Linked DNA regions of Danio rerio: region 1 is linked to region 2. A link is a contact called in public Micro-C data. All regions are on one chromosome and are shown on one strand. Each heading gives the region's core, a stretch centred on a gene start, on an enhancer-like site or on the middle of the called end of the contact. The rest is flanking DNA. Distances are from core to core; before and after follow the strand shown.

What was found. Hi-C and Micro-C count contacts between places; a contact is called where the count stands out from the background.
Region 1: a Micro-C map of caudal fin shows a contact between it and region 2, with 13 times the contacts expected there. The contact joins the promoter of irak4 here to the enhancer-like site in region 2. A contact is called at or near these places in 4 of 18 Hi-C or Micro-C datasets (caudal fin, embryo, hematopoietic stem cells and 1 more).

Annotation. Positions count from the first base shown.
Region 1 is chr25:720,915-724,233 of GRCz12tu, reverse strand. It overlaps irak4 (interleukin-1 receptor-associated kinase 4), which reads right to left and starts at 2,056. Exons shown (of 10, transcript NM_200163.1): 1 at 1,778-2,056; 2 at 674-846. The coding sequence starts at 1,935. LOC141380852 (a long non-coding RNA gene) reads left to right here and starts at 2,710. Exons shown (of 5, transcript XR_012400150.1): 1 at 2,710-2,774.
Region 2 is chr25:572,773-576,297 of GRCz12tu, reverse strand. It overlaps LOC101886654 (A disintegrin and metalloproteinase with thrombospondin motifs 20), which reads left to right. Exons shown (of 37, transcript XM_073942460.1): 29 at 3,315-3,482. Among named protein-coding and RNA genes, the nearest start is that of prickle1a, 77 kb to the right of the region's middle. Within about 2 kb of position 1,562, at least 9 of the 62 cell types and tissues checked have an H3K27ac peak or open chromatin away from gene starts, as enhancers often do. A contact at or near this core is called in caudal fin, where this site is marked.

The DNA.
Region 1 (3,319 bases), core at 807-3,306, 150 kb before region 2:
ACTTATAATTATAATGAGTTTAGATAATCAGTTTAAAACTATATATATATATATATATATATATTGCTTTAATGATTAACTAGTAGGATAATTTATTTTAAAGTGACATATTATTGTTTGCTTTTTATATTTTACAACAAAGTGATTTTAACCATGTATGATTATATTAAGATCCTGAATTAGTTTATTACACTTAATCCAACAATTAGACGGTCTATTATGTTTTCTTTGTGTATGTGGACACATGAATAAAGTCAGAAGTGTAATTAACCAATTATTTTTATTTACATAATTTGAGTTCAGAAACTGCAGAGATGTTAAAATGATCGTTACGATATAATAATAATAATAATAATAATGACTGAAATGGGAAACCAGATTTGTGAAATTCAGTAGGTGGCGATAATGCTGAAGATTTAGTTACCATATATGGTTTGCCTAGATTGTGTGTCCTAGATTGTGTGTGCCTAAAGCGTGTGTGGTTCTGCGGGCCTGCAGCTGGATATTATTGTCACACACAGCAGACCCCAAGATCCAGATTACAGTTAAGGGGTGATTGTATGTTGAAGAGTCTTCAGGGACCCGTTTCAGAAAGGGGGTTAAGTGAAAACTCAGGAGTATGATAACCCTGAAACGAGACAAACTCTGGGTTTTACCTGTGTATACCTGTTACCTGTGTGAGTGTGGCAGACGCTGTGATCGGGCAGCAGGACTGTGACGGCGGCGAACAGCTGATGGCGGATCAGGATCTCCACCAGATCTCCAACAGTGCAGTCTGAGGTTCCCCAGTCGAACAGCAGCTCCATGGTGGGACTCTTTCCCTGCAGGACGCATGCTTCAAACCGCCTGCAAACACACACACATGGAACTGTAAACTCACACACACACACACACACACACACACACACACACACACACACACACACACACACGCACAGGAGGACTGCAAACAGAGCAGCCGTACAAAACCGCAATTGTAAACAGCAAAAATAAATCTGGAAAAAGTGAGCGAGTGTTATGTGTGTGTGTATCTTGTGTCTATTTTGTGTCTGAGTGTGTGTGTGTGTGTGTGTTGTCTGTGAGTGAGTGTTGTGCGTGTGTATGCAAGTTGTCTGTGAGTGAAGGTTGGTTTTGATGTCTGTGTGTCTCTCTTTCATGTTGAGTGTGTGTGCGTGTGATGTTGTATGTGTGTGTGTGTGTGTGTATGTGTGGATGTTAAACTGTGCGTGTGGATATCAGTCTATGTGTGTGTGTGGATGTCAGTCTGTCTGCTGATGTGAGTCTGTGTGTGATTGTGGATGTCAGTCTGTGTGTTGACATCTGTGCATATATGTGTGTGTGTGTGTGTGTGGTTGTCAGTCTGTTTGTCTGCTGATGTCGGTCTGTGTGTGTGTGTGTGTGTGATGAATATCTGTCTGTGTGTTGTCAGTCTCTGTGTCTGTCAGTCTGTGTTTTGAAGTCTGTGTGTGTGTGTGTGTGTGTGTGTGTGTATGTCTGTCTGTGTCTGCTGATGTCGGTCTGTGTGTTGATGTGTGTGTGTGTGTGTGTGTGTGTGTGTGTGTGTGGATGAATATCTGTCTGTGTGTTGTCAGTCTCTGTGTCTGTCAGTCTGCTGATGTGTATGTGTGTGTGTTGATGTCCGTCTGTCTCTATGTGTGTGTGATGATGTTTGTCTGTCTGCCTGCGTGTAAGAGAAGAGTGTATGTGTGTTTCTGTATACTATTGATGTCTGTCAGTCTGTCTCTTGTTTATGAGGTTGTTTGGTGTGTGTTTGTACCTCATGTGCATCTGTGTGTATCTGGGTTCCCCGCAGGGTCTGCTGATGTCCGCCATGATGCTCCTCCAGGTGTCCTGCGGGTCCAGCAGGTCTGCTAAAGCTCTTAGCGCGGAGTACCGGAGCTTTCGAACCGGTGTGTTCGGCGTGACGTCACTCATGCCAGCCCGTTACCGCTGACTGTCCGTCATAAAAACCCTCAGAGCTCCAGAAGACTCGTGTTTTCCGAGATTGAGAAACTTCCTTCGTCTGTTGTCATTTCCCCCTCTCACAACATCCGCCTCAGACTGAAACTACACGGTGGTGTGACGTCATAAAAAGTGTAAACAGATATGTCCACACGTCATCGCTCACAAAACGCAAGTTTTATGCAGAAAATGTGATTTATTTATATTAAAAATTATGAGGCGAAGCAGCTATTTCTGAAGAGGACGCTGACAGTTTGGCTGAAACTCGACCGTGATTGGTTCAAAGTAACACGTCACGTGATAGTTATTTCTTAATCCAAAAAATAATAGAAATGTACATATTTATTAATATTTGCTTCTCTTTCTTCTCAATATATATATTACTTTGTGTCTTTTATTATTATTATTATTATTATTATTATTATTATTATTATTATTATTAATATCAATATTATTATAAAAAATGTTTCACAGTACAGATTGACAAGCAGCGTGACCAATCACAGCTCGCTATTTCTGTGTGTTTAAAGAAGGCGGGAAAATGAAATCAATCAAACATAACAATCGTTTAAACTCGTTTAAAAGTTAGAAATATGTGGAAATATGCGAAGATTCTGCATTCAGATTTAATAAAATTTAAAAATGTAGTGCGTGTGGATTATTTAAACCGTATAACTCTTCAAATGATGAATCTGACGTTAAATGATTTGCTGGTGTGTGTGCGTGTGTGTGCGTGCGTGCGTGCGTGTGTGTGTGTGTGTGGCGTTCACTCGTCGTCGTCGATCAAAATGTGGATATAATTCATCTAACTGGTAAGATTCATGTTTGGCCGCCGTGCCCAAATTATATTCACTTTTAAAATGTAATTTATTTTCTTAATTTAGCATTAACAGTCCTGTATTATAAACAAAATCGATTAACATTCATCAATCGGACATGTTGTGTATAGTCTCTATAGAGAACATGGCCCTGACACAGCAGAGGTGGGATCGTAATGTTATGTACAAATATATAATAATACTAAATGTTTTCTTGTGATTTGTTTTGACATCATGTGTGCAAAATATTTATACTGAGGCTGTTTATAATGTAACGTTTATATGTGGCCGCTGGGCGTCAATAGAGATCAAGAATAGAATTGAGTCTTTCAGCAAAACTGCTGTTCAGAAATGTGCAATCAGTGCAGTTTGACGGACTAAAACAGATCATTTTCTTTCCTTTGCCCTGTTATTTGATTTAGGAAAAGGTTTTAATCCTAGTTTTCTTTTGAAATCTTGTAAAAATCCACAGCAAGATCAAGATTAATGTGCAGTTTCTTTCTTTCTTTCTTTCTTTCTTTCTTTCTTTCTTTCTTTCT
Region 2 (3,525 bases), core at 313-2,812:
ACATCATTAGCATGTCATTATCATATCATCAGCATATCATTATCATATTTTAGCATTATATTAACATATCATCAGCATATCTTACTTATTTTATTTGATTGTTATAATATCATCAGACAATAAATATCACTTAATTTGCATGCCATTATCATATATCATCATTATATTATCATGTCGTCAGCATATCTTTCTTATTTTATCACCATATTATCATTAAATATTATTGTAATTATCATTATTGTTATATCATCAGAATATAAATATATCATTAGCATGTCATTATCATACATCATCATTATATTATCATATCACCAGCATATTATTATCACAACATCAGCATCTCATTATCATATTATCATCATTATCATCATCATATGATGTTACTGTTTTTATCATTACTGTTATAATATATAATCAAATATAAATATCACATCATTGGCATGCCATTATCATATATTATTTTATCATCATCATCATCATCATCTTATTTTATTATTGTTATAATATCATCAGAATATAAATATCACATCATTAGCATGTCATTATCATATATTATCATACCATCAGCATCCCATTATTAAATTATCATCATTATATTGTTTTCATCATCATCATATATAAGTATTGTCATAATATCTTCAGAATATTAATATCACGTCATTAGCATGTCATTACCATATATCATCATAATATTTTCATCATCATCATATATTATTATTTTTATAATATCATCAGAATATAAATATTACATCATTAGCATGCCATTATCCTATATTATCATACCATCAGCATCCCATTATTAAATTATTATCATTATATTATCATCATAATCATCATTGTTATTATATATTAATATTGTTTTAATATCATCAGAATATAAATATCACATCATCAGCATGTCATTATCATATATTATCATACCATCAGCATCCCATTATCATATTATCATCATTATACTATCATCGTCATCATCATCGTCATATTATTATTATTATTATTATAATATCATCGGAATATAAACATCACATCATCAGCATGATCATACATCATCATTATATCATCATCATCATCATCATCATCAGTGTATTAAACATTGATGTATAATCAGTGCTAATATTGAGTTTTAGTTTGTGCAGAGAGCGAGGGTGTTCTGAATGACGACATTTTCATTTAAAATTGGGAAGATCTAGTTGAGCTGGTTTAGAATAGAAGTGTGTCTCCAACACACATCTTTAAAATAAAAACAATATAGTTTATTACAGAGTCTATATATATATCTAACATCAGCATACTCTTAATCCAGAGCTCAGTGTTCTGTCAGATATCAGCATCGTCAGTCTCAGACTCTCAGGATTGTGGAGTTTGTAGCTGGTTTGAACTCAAATCTCTCAGTTGTGAAGCCGGCAGCTCAACAATCATCATGCAGTTATCATCATTATACACTCCTTATTAATGTGTGTGTTTTAAGTGTGTGTGTATGTGTGTCAGACGTACCTCCAGTCCAGAGATTCAGATGAAGATCCTCCTGCAGCTCAACCACTACTAACCAGCAGCAGACCACAGTGCTGAGAGAGAGAGAGAGAGTGTGTGTGTGTGTGCCTCTTCCTTCAAGACTTTGAGGAGTGGTCTATTTCAGTGTGCGTGTGTTTTGTGTTTTAAGTGTGTGTGTTTAAAGTGTGTGTGTGTGCTGGCTGTCTGTTATCTGTGTGTCTTTGATGTATTTTTCTGCTGGCAGAGACTGAAGCCTGTGTTTAAAATTCCTCTGTAATGACCTTGTTTACGGACTGTGTGTGTGTGTGTGTGTGTGTGTGTGTGTGTGTGTGTGTGTGTGTGTGTGTGTAAAACTCAACGTGTGTGTGTCTATATATGTATATGTGAAATGTAAAATATCTGTGTGTGTGCATGTGTGTTAAACTCTTGATGTGTGTGTGTGTATATGTGATTCTTGATGTGTGTGTGTGTATGTGTGTGTGTATGTAAAAGTGTGTATCTATTTTAAACTCTGTGTGTGTGTGTGTGTGTGTGTGTGTGTGTGTGTGTGTGTGTGTGTGTGTGTGTGTGTGTGTGTGTGTGTGTGTGTGTGTGATTCTTGATGTGTGTGTGTGTGTGTGTATATGTGATTCTTGATGTGTGTGTGTGTGTATGTAAAACTGTGTGTATCTATTTCAAACTCTGTGTGTGTGTGTGTGTGTGTGTGTGTATATGTGATTCTTGATGTGTGTGTGTGTGTATATGTGATTCTTGATGTGTGTGTGTGTGTGTGTAAAACTGTGTATCTATTTCAATCTCTGTGTGTGTGTGTGATTCTTGATGTGTGTGTGTGTGTGTGTGTGTGTGTGTGTGTGTGTGTGTATATGTGATTCTTGATGTGTGTGTGTGTGTGTGTATATGTGATTCTTGATGTGTGTGTGTGTGTGTATATGTGATTCTTGATGTGTGTGTGTGTATGTAAAACTGTGTATCTATTTCAAACTCTGTGTGTGTGTGTGTGTGTGATTCTTGATGTGTGTGTGTGTGTGTGTGTGTATATGTGATTCTTGATGTGTGTGTGTGTGTGTGTGTGTGTATGTGATTCTTGATGTGTGTGTGTGTGTGTAAAACTGTGTATCTATTTCAAACTCTGTGTGTGTGTGTGTGTGTGTGATTCTTGATGTGTGTGTGTGTGTGTGTGTGTGTATATGTGATTCTTGATGTGTGTGTGTGTGTGTGTGTGTATATGTGATTCTTGATGTGTGTGTGTGTGTATATGTGATTCTTGATGTGTGTGTGTGTATGTAAAACTGTGTATCTATTTCAAACTCTGTGTGTGTGTGTGTGATTCTTGATGTGTGTGTGTGTATGTGTGTGTGTGTGTGTAAAACTGTGTGTATCTATTTCAAACTCTATGTGTGTGTGTGTGTGTGTGTATGTGATTCTTGATGTGTGTGTGTGTGTGTGTGTATGTGTGTTTGTGTATGTAAAACTGTGTGTATCTATGTCAAACTCTGTGTGTGTGTGTGTGTGTGTGTGTGTGTGTGTGTGTGTGTGTGTGTGTGTGTGTGTGTATGTGATTCTTGATGTGTGTGTGTGTGTGTGTATGTGTGTTTGTGTATGTAAAACTGTGTGTATCTATGTCAAACTCTGTGTGTGTGTGTGTGTGTGTATATGTGATTCTTGATGTGTGTGTGTGTGTGTGTGTGTGTGTGTGTGTGTGTGTGTGTGTGTGTGTGTGTGTGTGTGGAGAATGTGTGTTGTTATTTGCTCCAGATGTGTGAACGGAAGCACAGGTGTGTGTGTGTGTGTGTGTTCTGACAGATGTGTGTGTTTCTCTGCAGTGTTCGGTGTCGTGTGGGACGGGTCAGAAACTACGTCAGGTGGTGTGTGTGGACCAGAACCACACACAGATCGACGAGCGCCGCTGTTCTCACCTCAGCAAACCCTCAACACACAAGATCTGCAGAGCTGGAGCCTGCGCACGCTGGAGAGCCACACGCTGGACACAGGTACACACACACACACACACTCATACACACCTATTCATTAACA